Regions from separate parts of the Mus musculus genome. Here region 2 is linked to region 1. The links are chromatin contacts, called in public Hi-C maps. All regions are on one chromosome and are shown on one strand. Each heading gives the region's core, a stretch centred on a gene start, on an enhancer-like site or on the middle of the called end of the contact. The rest is flanking DNA. Distances are from core to core; before and after follow the strand shown. Region 1 has its middle 110 kb from the start of Gm13218. Region 2 has its middle 140 kb from the start of Gm13218.

What was found. A called contact is a pair of places that touch in the nucleus more often than the background predicts.
Region 2: a contact with region 1 is called in a Hi-C map of adipose-derived mesenchymal stem cells, with 2.4 times the contacts expected there. The contact joins two enhancer-like sites. A contact is called at or near these places in 2 of 484 Hi-C or Micro-C datasets (the C2C12 cell line and adipose-derived mesenchymal stem cells).

What each region holds. Positions count from the first base shown.
Region 1 is chr2:9,477,013-9,483,907 of GRCm38.p6, reverse strand. No RefSeq gene overlaps it. Among named protein-coding and RNA genes, the nearest start is that of Gm13218, 110 kb to the left of the region's middle. Within about 2 kb of position 2,012, at least 55 of the 459 cell types and tissues checked have an H3K27ac peak or open chromatin away from gene starts, as enhancers often do. A contact at or near this core is called in the C2C12 cell line and adipose-derived mesenchymal stem cells, where this site is marked.
Region 2 is chr2:9,729,359-9,736,906 of GRCm38.p6, reverse strand. No RefSeq gene overlaps it. Among named protein-coding and RNA genes, the nearest start is that of Gm13218, 140 kb to the right of the region's middle. Within about 2 kb of position 3,451, at least 26 of the 459 cell types and tissues checked have an H3K27ac peak or open chromatin away from gene starts, as enhancers often do. A contact at or near this core is called in the C2C12 cell line and adipose-derived mesenchymal stem cells, where this site is marked.

The sequences.
Region 1 (6,895 bases), core at 763-3,262:
TCTGAAGAAGGCAGTGACTCACTTGCCTCACTACCACTAGAGCTACCACAATGTCCAGCACACATAATATTGTCCATAAATATTGACTAAACAGAATAGATTGCAAAGAAGTTAAATGATTGGGTCACTGTATTGCATCTTCCAAGCCCTAAGCCTGCAGTGTCTTCATGACATCCAACTAGCTTTGCCTCACCAACTGTCTGTCGTCTTCATTTGAGACTGGTAAGAAAATAGTAGCTTGTGTCTGATGACATAAGATCCAGTGCTGACTCTTAGTAACAGAACAAGAAAGCATTTTGAGCAAAAGAAATCTCTTAACCTCTGGCAGGAAGAAAAATTAAAAAGAAATATGATTACATTGAGGACAGAGGTTGGTAACAAAAGCCACATGAGACATAGATACAGGTGCTCTAACAGTTTTCCTTCTGAAAGATCAGTTCAGTGGTATGGGGAGGTGGGGGAAAGCTTGATTCTTTTTTCTTAATTCAAAGATAGTGGTTATAATCACTCGCAGGGTTAATGAAGGCTGTTGAAACTGAATTTCCGTTGGTGGTTAATCCTCTGCCTTCCCCAGGTTCCTTTTAGACACCTGCCTGACATAGTATGGTCCTAATGTTCCCAAATGCATTACTATGAAGGAGGAACTATCTACTTAGAGAAACACAGGTAAGCTTGGAAAAGATCAAATTCTTGGTCTCTGGGCTTTGAAATCTCATGGCATTTCAAATGTACATATGTATGTGAGCCAGGCCTGCCCAGGAACATGACATAGTGAATGAATGAAGCCACTGCTCTCAGAGTAGGGGAAATTAAGAAGCAGAGAGAAAAATGTGCTCACACTCTGTGGCATTGCCACCTGCATGTGAGGAATCCATAGATTTTCCTTAGGTCTTCACATTTATGAAGTCATGATGTTCTTGCTTGCAGAAATTTTGTCCTAAACCCCAAGGCTAGGTGACTTTAGAAGTGAAACCCAGGGGCCCAGCATCAGAGAGAATTTTGTTCGTACTTTGTCACATGCCCATGAATGACATTTCCTCCCAATTTCACAAGTCTCTAATGGGACTAAATAACTTGTAGAGGGGCCTCTACTACTCTCAGTGGATTTTAAAGGCAAGAAAAAAGTTCTAGGTTTGAATAATTGCATTTTGATGAATGCAAGACTTTCAGGAAATGTGCTGAGCTAGTGGCTATGTGCTTACTGGGGTAAGTAAGTGTGGCAAAGCTTATTGCTACCTTTTCCTTTAGAGCCACCTTTTTCCCAATGCCTTGTCACTCCACCCAGGCCTTTGTTTGTCACCTCTTAAAAAGACCCTCCTTGTCTTCCTATGCTGACTATGACTAGATCCCAACTCCTTTTACCAACAACTTCTGATGACTCTTCATTCTATATTTGGAGTTATATAGAGAAGAGAAGTCAGGGACATGGTTATCATTTTATGCTTATGGGAATCACCTCTTCAGAAACTGGTAATTTCCCAGCCTTCTTGTGACTCTTAGTCTCAAACCAGATCCTTGGTTTCTATTCTGCTTGGTCTGCCACAGGGTGGAGGACCAGCACTGCTTCTGGGTTATAAAGCATGCGCATACAATCCATGCTCCCAAGCCACCAATCCTTCATGGTCACAGGGTCTGAGAGAAGTCACTCACGGTTGTTATAGACAATGAGTGGGGAAGGGATCCTGAGCTACGAAACAGTAGCCATGGGAAAAATGACAGTTTCATTCTCAGGGAGAGCTTTTCAGACGTTTTGTGGTCTTAACCCAAATGTGTGTTGGAGGAAGCCCAATGTGGGAAGGAATCTGGGAAGGAATCCTGATGGAATGCCAAGAGAGGACCCATTCCTAAAGTCACACATGACTGTACACATCTTTGAGCCCATTGGAGACATTTTCAGATGAGGAATTTGACAACTATCAACACTAAGTCGCAGCAGTTTGTTAGACAATGCAGATCCTCCGTCTCCTGACCCTATGGCTCCTTCAGGCTTCAGGTTTTTTTTTTTTTTCCCAAGTGGGAAATATGATCTGTTGAGTAGTCAGGAAAGAATTTCACTGGCAAGTCCCTATTACTCATTTCCCTGGACTAAGATACAAATAAATAGTGTAAGCCTTTTTTGTAAGAAAGGAAACATGTTCTTCTAGTGCTGAAAGCCTAGGATTGCTTTTGAAGGACTTTATTTTCTATATCCAGAAGGACTGCTATTCATCCATCCATCCATCCATCGATCCATCCATCCTCCTCCTCTCCCTCCTCCCTGTCTTCCTCCCCCTAGTTATGGAGCCCTAGCTGGCCTCCAGATCAGTCCTCCTGCTCCAGCTCCCTAAGTGTATTCTCTGTTGGATAGTAGACTTTTAATGCCAGGTTTTAGAAGGTAAGGATAAGGGTCTATCTTGTTAAATGGATTGCTTTATTCAATTTCCTAGTATAGAATGTTAATAGTCATTGTCAACAACTAACTTTTAGGATGTTTCATTGTTAGACTCCCACTTTTCAAGAATTTATCATTGTAATTATCATTATTGGCTTTGTTATTATTAATTATTCTTTCTACTGACAATTATCAGGACCACAGTATCTTCACTGAATATTCTTATATTTTAGCATCTTATTCTGCTCCCTGTCCATATGACACCCACTTGAGCTGTTAAGAGAATACCCTACCAACAAACAATGTCCTATCTCACTCCCCTCACCTAAAAGTCTGCCATCCACGGTGGCATTGGAGGGGATAGTTCAGCAATGAAGAATGTGAATCAATCTTCCAGAAGACCATATTCAGTTCCAAGTATGGAACTGGGTGTCAAATGGCTACAAATGTTTATAACTGTAGCTCCAGGGAATAGATGCCTTCTGCACTAAAGCCTATGTGTTTCCTCCATAAATACTCACATATGCATGTAATTAAAACTAGTAAATAGATATCCCAGTCTAGTGAATCAGCTCTTGGCAGCATTATTTTTTGGTCAAGTTCCTTTACATTCTAGTATTGTGTTTCACTTAGGTTTGACTAAGTAATGAAATCTATAAATTTTGTCAGGACCACAGTATCTTCTCTGAGTATTCTTATATTCTAAGATCTTTTGCTCCCAGTCAATCATTTGCAGCTATTAACACTCACTTGAACTGTTAAGAGAATATCCTATCAAAAAACAGTGTCTAGGTTATGTAATCAAATCTATAAACTTCTAGCTTGGAAGTCCTGAATATTTCTCCCTCTAAAAATCCTACACTTAACTTTATCGTAAGGAATTAATTTCTGAAGAATATAACTTTGTTTTCTATATACACAAATAATTTTTACTCTACCTTCACATCTTACAGAGGTCATTATCTTTAAGTGCAGGTAGTATGTCTAAATTTCTACTTTTTTGACTGCACTTTCATTGTGTTAATATAAGTGATTTCTGTGCCACAACATTATAATATGTAGGAATAATAATAGAGATGTTGAATCCATGGTGTATATTTTGCACTTAGTATTTAGCTTAAATCCCTGAAAGGCAAAGATTAATCCCACCTTAGGCAAGAGACTATAGCTCAGAAAGGCTGTCATTGCTCAAGAACCACACTAGACTCCAGTTTGTGGTATTATTAGATCGATACTCTTTATTGAACAATACGCTGCTTTGTAGTAGAGATTGCATTCATCACCAGGAATAGCACATGCTCCCTCAAGCCCAACATTTGCTCCTGAGGTTTGCCAAAACAAAGTGCTATGCAACCAAAGCCAGAGAAGGAACAAAGTAGAATGTGATGGGGACCCCTGAGTTTGGATTTGATGTAATCACATGTGGCATTGAAATTTCTGTTACCAGCACCTATCAAGGCCATTCTAAGAAAAGAAAACTGAATTATAGAAAGACTGTGGCACAGAAGTGGAATACTTGTTGTAACCCCCAACCTGACCCCAAGAACTGTCCTAGTATTCTGTTTCTGGGTAATAAGCCATCGAATTGACTGCATGGCTTAAAACACCATGTATTTTGTAGTTCTGGGTTCAAGTAGCTTGTCTTTGTTCAATCCCCTGATGAGGAAGCTATATTCCTCAAGTCCCGTTCTTTTTTCTGAGGGTTTCTCTGTATTCATTGTGTCTTTAAAAGCTGTAGCTTAAGGCTTGACTAGAGATAAGGCTGTGTCTTTGGATGGCTGCCTCTGTTTTGTCTATATGTGTTTCTACTGCTCTTGTTCTCTCCATCCTCTTCCTCATCTCCATATTCATCCTTCTTCCTCTACACTTCCCATTTCCTGTCTTTTCTTTCCTTCTTCTCCCTCTTTCTCTTTTCTCCTCTTGCTATGGAAGCTTCTGAAAGATGGAAGCAATCAAGAGTCTTACCCAGCTGTGTAGGCTTAGATTTTGAAAACTTATTTTTAATATGAGTTCTCAAACACTTCAAGCCCCTTTCTAGTCCACCATCCAAAGGTAGGGGAGACAAGATGACAAATAGGACAAGGGGATGTGGTCTTGTTTAGAAGTAATTCTTTGGGGGATGATTTCATTCTCTGTCAGGATACCAGCAGTCCAGTTTGGTGGTGTCAGGATAGCAAACATGAATTAGCAGCGGTGGCATGATCTAGCAGAACACATCAGGGCTCCACTGAACTGGCACAGGTTAGCTGGAGCAACAAGGACCAGGTGGGACACCAGGAGAAGTTCTGTGCTGTGCCTCTTTCAATGAATCAAGCAAAGGTCAGAGAAGATGCAGACCTGAGTCCAGTGAAGCATTGCAAAGCCAGGTATGCAAGCACACTGTCACTGTCTGTTACTCTCTTCAAATATCATGTGTTCTCCCATAGGTTTTGCTTTAGTAAAACACCAAGTGAGTCTGCATTAGCAAAACATTAGATCAGTCTGTACCACCTGGCATATCCAGAAATTTCCACTTTACAGCCATGATGTCTATGAACTACGTCAACCACCATGGCATGATAACTCTAAGGATGCTGTAGTAACACTCCTACCATGGCAGTAACCAACAGCTTAGACTTAAAGCCCATCAATAATATGGACACCATACCTGGTACTGGAAACCTAGCTAACAACTCAGTTAGTGAAGTCATAGATTTTGGAAGAGAACCTACAAGCATCACTCTAATAAGCCATCATAACTTTTAGCTACAGTCTAAAGATATAATCTGATAGGTAAGTGAGTGTAGGTCTCACCTCTTATTAAAAAATTCCCTTTGAAATGACAGAGAAAATCACAGAAAGTAGATAGCAAGAGATTATGTGATGCCCAGTTCCACTACATAATTTGTTAACAATGTAGACTGCATATACACCGAATGCATGCAAATTAACTAGAGACAAGCATGGTGGCACATACATGCCATTTCAATACCTGGGAGACATAGGAAGAGGATCTAAAGCTCAAAATCATAGTCATGTCTAGTGAATTTAAAGCCAGTCTGAGTTCTTGGGATCAATGAGACCATGCTTCAAGGAAACACACATGATCGTGCGCGTGCACACACGCACATGCACAGGCACATGCACACAAGGGGTTGTAGGGAGGAAAATAAAGTCGGTACTTGTTGATTATTGATTGCTATTTATTATTACTATTTAATTTTGCTTGAATTCTATAAAACAATGCCTAAACAAATGAGATGGTGGTATTGCCATACTCTGATGGGCTTGCCATGTGCCCATGTTCCCTCTGGTATCAGATCGTATGCTCCCTGCTTCCAGGCTTGGTCATTTTCATGGGGACATTATAAGTGCTTACTCTGGAAAAGATGTTTATTCATGCCCAGGAATGAATATGTATAAGGAAGACATGGCTGTCTCCTGGATCACATCTTGTTTATTTAATTCCGTACTCCGCATAGAGCTTGCTGGATGGTAGAAGGGAATGCTAGGGTCACCTGGCTGCAAGTGGATACTTCAAGACCTTATTCTCAGAACGAGGGCTTCAGAGAGTACCCTCCTGATGCTGGCGACTGCCTGGTATGATAACACTGGTATTTTCACAGCAAGAGAGACATGGCCAAGTCATATGGGTTAACTGGATACAATTAGAATACATTCAGCTTTCAAAACCCAGAGTGACCCTAGAAACATGATTTTCTTTGACCTATTAAGCATCTTCCGTTCTCCTGTAGCTGCAGGCATTTCCAGCATGTGGGGGGCAGACCATCCCAGTTCTTTTAGCACAGCAGTCCTTCCTCTGCATCCTGGTGATATTTCATTCCTCTTTAGCATGGCAGATGCAGGCAGTCAGCCATCTTAAGGTGACTCTAGGCTTGCCGGTGATATAACTTCTGCCCTCCCAAGAAACAGCAGAAGAGAATTAAGCACCATCCCTGTGCTATCTTGCCAATGCTATGTACAGGAAATATTGTGACTACAATTACCATTTAAGAACCCTTTCTCCCCCTTGGACCTTGTGTTTTTATAAACGATACATTTGGCAACTTAGGGAGAAACTAAGTAGCTTGGACTGACACCAATAAATCAACTGTCAAAGAACCCGGCAATGCTGGGAGTGGTGGTTCTTGCCTATGATCTCTGTAATCCTCCTGTTAAGTAGGAAGATTGCACTGAATTCAAGGCCATTTTGGGGGCATAAAAGCAAAGTTCTGTCTCGAAAATGGAAAAATAAAATACAAAAGGAAATCTTGGAAATTAGGAGTACTTTGTCATGCATGATACACATCATAACCATATTATCACTACCCTTCTTATTGTTGTTAATAAATGACCAGAGGGCTCAGAAAGAGCTTACTCATGCTGCTTTTTTATAGAACCCAGGGCCACCAGCCCAGGGCTGGCACCACCCATCCTCCCAAATCAATCAACAATTAAAAAATGCTCTATAGGCTTGCCTACAGCCTTAAGGAGACACTTTTTTCAATTGAGATTCCCTCCTGTCACATGACTTTAGCTTGTATA
Region 2 (7,548 bases), core at 2,202-4,701, 250 kb before region 1:
TTCCATTAGACCAGCAATGTTCCTCTGTAATGTCAGCATCCTTTAAGGGCATTTATGACTCCAATATAGAAGATATCTTTTATATCATATATATATCGATAAATCTATATTGGTCTATCTATCTATCTATCTATCTATCTATCTATCTATCTATCTACCTACCTACTTTTCTGCACGGCCCTAATAAAACAGCCTGTGACTGAACTTCAAAGCAACATCAGGATGAATGCAACCTGGAAGAACAGAGTAAAGGGGGAGGCTTGGAAGTTCAAACCCTGTCACAGATGCTCACACCAACTGATACCATCAGAACCTTACCTACCTGCAATCTCTGTAATCTGCATTCACACTTGTGTAGACATCTGCAATGGAGATTTGACTATCTACAATCATCACAAGATCTAAATTATTTTCTGATCTTAATGCCGTGCATTCTTTCAATGCCTCTTTCTGATAAAGGAGAACTTTCCCAGGTGCCTTCCCCATTTAGTGTTTAATTGTCTTCCCCTGGGGCTTCATTGGCCTTAAAATGCCTTCAGCAATAGGCCCTATCCACTTCGGTGGTACCCAAGTGAGCATAAACAAAAACAAAAATGTGGTAATGTTTTACGGTTACCAACTTGGCTACATTTAAAGAAATAATGAGCTGGCATTAGCACTTACATGGGAAATTAATTCTTTCTTTTGTCTCTGATAGGAATGTTTTCAGAAGCCTTGTGGCACAGCCTAAGAACCTCAAAGTCTGAAAAGAGTTCATAGCACAGATGTGTCAACTCTGCCACTGAGAACTTATCACCAGGAGGCTGGCATGGTGGAAGGATAAATATAAAATATGCTCTTTTAATTGTGGAATACAACCCCCATCTCTAACAAAATGACGGCACATAAAATTAGACAGTACAGCATACGTTAAGTACACATTGATAAAAGCACCGAGAACTGTAGTTCTTGATGTACATGCCTTTAAGATTATATTCATCACATTTGTTTTATGTGTGCATGTCAGCGTGTGTGCATGTGTGTGTGTGCTCCGTGGCACACTTGTGAAATACAAGGGCAACTTGAGAAAGGAGGTTCTATCTGTCCATTCTGTGGATCCTGGGGGATCAAACTTAGGAAGTCAGGCTTGGTGGCAAACTCCTTTGCCTGCTGAGCCATCTCACCAGCCCAACAAACAGTGTGTAATCTTCCAAGGAGAAGCCTTGGGTGTATATTTTGTTTATGCCACTAATATGACACCATATTAGCAACAATGTAACTTAGAGTTGTGATTGTCTCTTAGGAGTTGTCTTTATGTTGGCACACTATCTTAAAGGACGTTACTGTCACTGAGGGAGCATTGCAGATAGAAAACGTTAGCAGTAAAGGGTAAAATGGGCATGTTGTTGCTTTCAAATCCATGCCATTTCAGGGACGTTTTTATACTCACTTTTGCCAATCCGTTTGTTGTTTTTCAGGTAGATTACATTTTACACATCGCAAAAGTGATGGTTTTCTGAATGACAGAGTGCAGACTGGATAAATTTGTCGGGGACTATCTTTAAATAGAAAAGTGAAAGGTTCCCCAGGCTCTGTTCAGAGGGTGAAGCAGCTTTTACGATGGTTGGTAACATCTGACAACATTGCTTCAGAAATGTAGGGACCAATGGAAAGTATCGAGTGTTCTCTCTCATTCCCATTTAGATGCCACTGTGGTTTTCATCTATAGCTTTATTGCTATATATTTCTTTAACGTGGAGAAAGTATTTTAAAGTAAGAGAAACAAATTTTATAAAAATATATGGAAAATTTCCCCTGGGTGCTCTCAGAGACCGAATCACCAACCAAAGAGCATACACAGTTTGGACCTAGGCCCCCTGCACAGATGTAGCAGATGTGCAGCTCAGTCTTCATGTGGAGCCCCCAACAACTGGATTGGGGACTGTCCCAAAAGCTGTTGCCTGACTTTGGAATTTGTTCCCCTAACTGGGCTGCCTTGCCTAGCCTCAGTGGGAGAGGATGTGCCTAGCCTTGTAGAGACTTGATGTGACAGTGTGGGGGACACCTAGGGGAGAATGCCACCCTCTCAGAGGAGTAGGGGATGGGGATAGGGGAAACATTGTGTGTGGAAACGGGGACGGGGGGCAGCAATTGGTATGTAAAGTGAATAAATAAATAAATAAATAAATGTATATATCAAAACTTTAATCCATTACTTTTTACATGAACTTATTTCCAGGCTGATCTTTGAGAACATAATGAACACTTATCCTAGAAATTGGTGATAAGATTTATTATTAATATATAGATGTAGTTACCAATATTGTATGTGGTTATTTTTTAATCGCGTAGAATATCTCCCTATGATTATTTATATAGCATCTACTAGATATAAAAGAGTTTCTTTTTGTTTTTTTTTGAGACCGGGTCTCCCATAGCACAGACTGGCCTCAAACTCACAATGCAGTGGGGGATGGCTAATTCCTCATCCTCCTGCCTCCAACTTCCCGTCTGGGATTCTAGGCATGTACCACCACACCTAGTTTATGCTGAGGGGTGGAGCCGGTGTAGGGGGGTGTAGACCAGCCCCAGGGCTTTGTGCATGCCAGGCAGGTACTTACAGGGGTTACTTCTGCAGTCCTACTACCTAGATTACAAGAATAGAATTCTTTCCTGGAGTGGATACAACACCTCTCTAGAGAGGACATTATTTAGCTCTTAGATAAGAGTGTGGAACGTTACTAGGCCTCAGCCCTCTGGCTTTTGCAACTTGAGGGTTATTTCTTTTGGGTCTGCTTTATGATGCCTTGCTGTGGAATCAGGATTTAGCCTGCCAAATATCTGAGTGTGCCATATTGTATAATGGTAATTTGGAATAGCAGAGTGGGTTCTTTTTTCAAATGGTGGGGTCAGTACATCTCTGTGATTAACATTAACTCTGAGACTCTGCTGCTTTTTTCAAATTGCTCTGCCGTGTGGGTCTTATTCTCCTTTACCTTTAACCCTTTGCTCTTTCAACTTGGGGGAGTCTCTGAAAACTGTACCCTGTACCATTTGAAGTAAAGAAAGTGAGGCAATGCTCTCTGCCCTCCCTAGCCTTGGGTGGGAGCTCTCATGGCTCAGCACTGGGAAAGCAGCTTCGAGGTGGAGAGGTCAAGTCCTCAGGTCAAATTTAAAACCCTCTTATCACTACATTTATTCCCTCATCGGGGGGCATCTTTCTGTCTGACACAAAGCTCAAGACGTAACCAGTCTAAAAATCCCCTGGTAGGTTACTTCTCTGTAGCATCAGGGTTCCTGATTCACGCTGGAGCTGCTGATGTGTGAGTCTAATAATTCTGAAGCGGATTCTGACATGTGAGGGGATGCTGTTGGTCTCAGGCCTGCAGACGAAGGGTGACTGTCTCACAGAGGCTCTCAGTAAGTGCTTCCCTCACAGAAAGTGATCATAAGGACATGAATCAGTGACTAATTTCATAGCAATGTGGTAAAGGGGTGCGATAAATAACCACACTCTCAGAAGAGTCTGTGATTCACACTGACTTGGGAAACTCGGGAGGTTTGATAAGTAATATTTAGAGAAGAATCGGTGGCTCCCCAGGGAAAGCGGATGAACAGAGGCAATGAACTTGAAACATACAACATGGGCAGTGTTACATGCTGAAAAGATGGCCATGGATTGCTTAAGATTACTTTCTATCTGCCCAATACTTTCAGCACTATTTAGATTCAGTACTATTTTTGCACTATTGACACTGGAAGTGTCAAACTGCTGCTTTCTACCCAACACTATTATGATTTTTTTTTTTACTCTAGTCTGAGTTTATTTATTTATTTTTGGAAGGCAGAGAAGAAGTTATGAGCATAAACGATCTTGCTCTCAAATGAGCAATGATTAATTATGATCTTTAATATGCATGACACATTCCTTGTGAAATCAACATATGTCTACATGCAACCCAAATAAATAATTGAAAAGTTCAGCAAATTCAGTCATTTGGCACCATGTAATTAAAAAAAAAATTTTTTTTAATGCTGAATTTAGTCAAATTGAGACACACGGTAATAAAAATTTTTGATTTTTAACTTTAAGACACTGAGTTCTTAGAGTCTATAGGTAAGGTAGATGATAACATTACAGACTCTGGTGTTGCTCCAGGAAAATCTATTCTTTATGTAACCTGCTTCTGTTACTTCCTATAAGAATGATATTCATACTTCAGTTAAAATAATAATTGATATGCAGCAACCTACCTCTTGAATGTTCCAAGTTAATTACCTGATTAAAAAAACTGATTTGAGTTGGTTTCTTGTTTAGTCAACTGATAGAAAGATAAGCCAGCTTTCTGAGGAACACCAGGTGGGAGCTGACAGTGTTGGCAGGACCAGCTTCGGAAGGTTGCCTGTGCTGCCAAGAAACCCAATATGAGTAATTCAGAACCCTCTTCCTTGCTGATAAGTTTACGTGAAGAATTTAAAATATTGGATTCAGAAGGCTGGAGAGTTAGCTTAGTTGGTAAAGTCTTTGCTTTGTAAGCATGGGGCCTTAGTTTAATCCCCAGAAGCATTGTTTCTAAACAAAAGACCTGTGCTGGGGAGGCAGAGACAAGGAGAGCTCTGGGACATCCTGGCCAGCTAGGCTGGCCTACTTGTCTAGGTTAGTGAGAGACCCTGCCTCAAAAGCAAAACCAAACAATGTAAATAGCTCAAACCAACTAACCAACCAACCAACCAGCCAGCCAAATAACTCCAAGTGGTTAGCACTTGAATAACCACAATCAAGACTTAGCATAGATATACCTGAAAGACTCCTCATATGTATGTATGTATGTATATATATGTATATATATATATGTATATATGTATATATATATATATATACACACACACACACACATACACAAACATATGCACACAGAGACACACAGAGACAAATACACACAAACACACACATAGACACATACAACAGACACACACACAAACACACAAATATATATACATAGACACATGCACACATACACATACAGATGCACACCCATATACAGACACACAGAGACATAAATACACACAGAAACAGATACACATACATACAGGCTAATCTTCATACACTAAGTATTAATCCCAGCACTTGGGAGGCAGAGGCAGGCAGATTTTTGAGTTCGAGGCCAGCCTGGTCTATAGAGTGAGTTCCAGGACAGCCAGGGCTACACAGAGAAACCCTATCTCGAAAAACAAACCAAAAACAAACAAACAAAAATGCACTGTGATAGAACTGATTTTATGATTGTAACTGGTGTTTGTAAGGGATATTGTCACTGTGAGAACTAGGAGGTCACTTTGATTTGTTTAAAGAGTATAAGGCTAGTAGTAAATGTTGAGCGTCTATTTTAACTCTACTTTCTTTTTTTCCAGACAGGTTCTTGCTATGCAATTCTGGCTGACCTGGTACTCACTATTAGCCCAGGTTGGTACTGAGCTCAGTCCTCCTGTTTTAGCCTTCTGAATAATAAGATTAAAGATGTGAACCGCTATGTTGTTTTTTACTTCTAAGATTTTTTATCACATTATGACTAATAAATCATTTGAAATGTGAATATATATTGTTAAAGATGAATGGTAATTTATTCTCTCTGTCTCTCTCTGTCTCTCTGTTCCTGTCTCTCTGTCTCTATCTCTGTCTGTCTGTCTGTCTGTCTATCTCTTTCTCTCTCTTTCTCTGTGTATGGTGTGTGCGCTTTCAGAAGCTAGGGGAGTCAGGTGACAGGTCTATTACTCTTTACCTGATTTCCTTGCGACTAAGACTCCATGGATTTTCCTGCTCTCTCCCCACACAGTGCTGGGGTTACAAGCCTATGTGACCACACACTCACACATATACACCCCCCTACCCCCCAACACACAGATTACACCTGGGTTCTCCTGCTTGCCCAGTAAGCTCCCTTATGCATCTAGCCATCTCCCCAGCCCTGATAACATTTCTAAAATCATTAAAAAAGAATTCAAGGCAGGCCTAAGGGCGTGTGCCTGTGATCCCAGCGCCAGGGAGGCTGAGGTGGAAAGACTGGGCGTGTGCCTGTGATCCCAGCTCCAGGGAGGCTGAGGTGGAAGGACTGGGCGTGTGCCTGTGATCCCAGCGCCAGGGAGGCTGAGGTGGAAGGACTTAGGGTGTGAGAACGGGTTGCGTTACTCAGTCAGATTCTGACTCAAAACACCGTATGTGTCCCACACAGCAAACAGCCGAATCATTCCTTAAACTGATTTAAAACTCAACAAATCAGTACACTATGGATCAATAGTTCGAACCCTAAAGTAATTTTATTTTTGAACTGTGCAAAATTGCCACAGTTCTCTAAAAAAAATCTTGAGGTGGAGAGTAGTAGAGGAAGATTTACAGTATAGATCTCTAGTCCCTACACTTACATGCATGGATGAGTCCACGTGTACCCCTATTCCCCAAAATATTTCAGAAAGTAAAACAAAGCTTAGGCTATCAGCTATAGATGAGTATTGAGATGTATTGTAGACCTGTGCTTAGCGGGCCTGCATACTCACCTAATGAGTGAGTGGAAATTGGGGCATTGGACATGAATGCATTTTTCCAAATTAATTCCACGCTTTCACTTGCCTGTGTCGAGATAAAGAGCTCTGTTGATGCTTGCCTACGAAAGAGTCTGTGAACTTTTAGATACATGAGGGACATTCCTCTCCAGCGATGGAAAGTGCATGGTATGTGCCATCCTGACTTGGAGCCAGGTATAAGCTTGCCTTCTGTAGGGAAAGTACCAGAGCAGAACACGATCTTGCTGAAAGCCGTGGATGCCATCAGCCTTTAGTGACGGGCAATATTTGTGATGGCATATGTTTTGTCTTGAGTGAAAAATGTCACCCATAGGCTCATGTGTTTGAACACTTGGTCCCCAGTTGGCAAGGAACCTGTAGGACGTGGAACTTTGCTGGAAAAAGAACATTGCTGGCTCTGGACAAGGCAAAGAGTTCACTCCCTCCACTTCCTGTATGTGCACATAGCTAAGATGTGATCTCTCAACTTCTTGGTCCTGTGTCTTGCCACTATGCTTCCCAATAGACTTCAGCCCTCTGGAATTCTAACCACCCCCAAACAAACAAACAAACAAACGGACAAACAAACAAAACAACAAAACCAGAACCTGTCTTAAGTTGCTTCACGTCGTGGTATTTTATCATAGCAACAGAAAAATAACAGACCACACCCATTTCACAGGAGTTCAAGGAGCTTTGTTGAACATGAAATGTAATCATATAAAATCATATAATCTGTATATGTATCTGGTCACCGTTTAGCTTCATCAAACTCTGTGGGTTATTCTACTCTCTGTAAATGTGGTCCAGAGATCCATTTCCAGTCAGGTAAACACATTGGATCACTGTGGTTCTTATTATTTTATTAATTCATGAAGTCCAAACTGGCCTTGAAGTAACTGTGTAGATGAACTGAAGATGACCTCCAAACTCTTGATTTTTCCTGCCTATACTTCTCTAGTCCTAATTCACAGACTTTAAAATTAGAAAAGTAGGGATGCAAATTGTTCC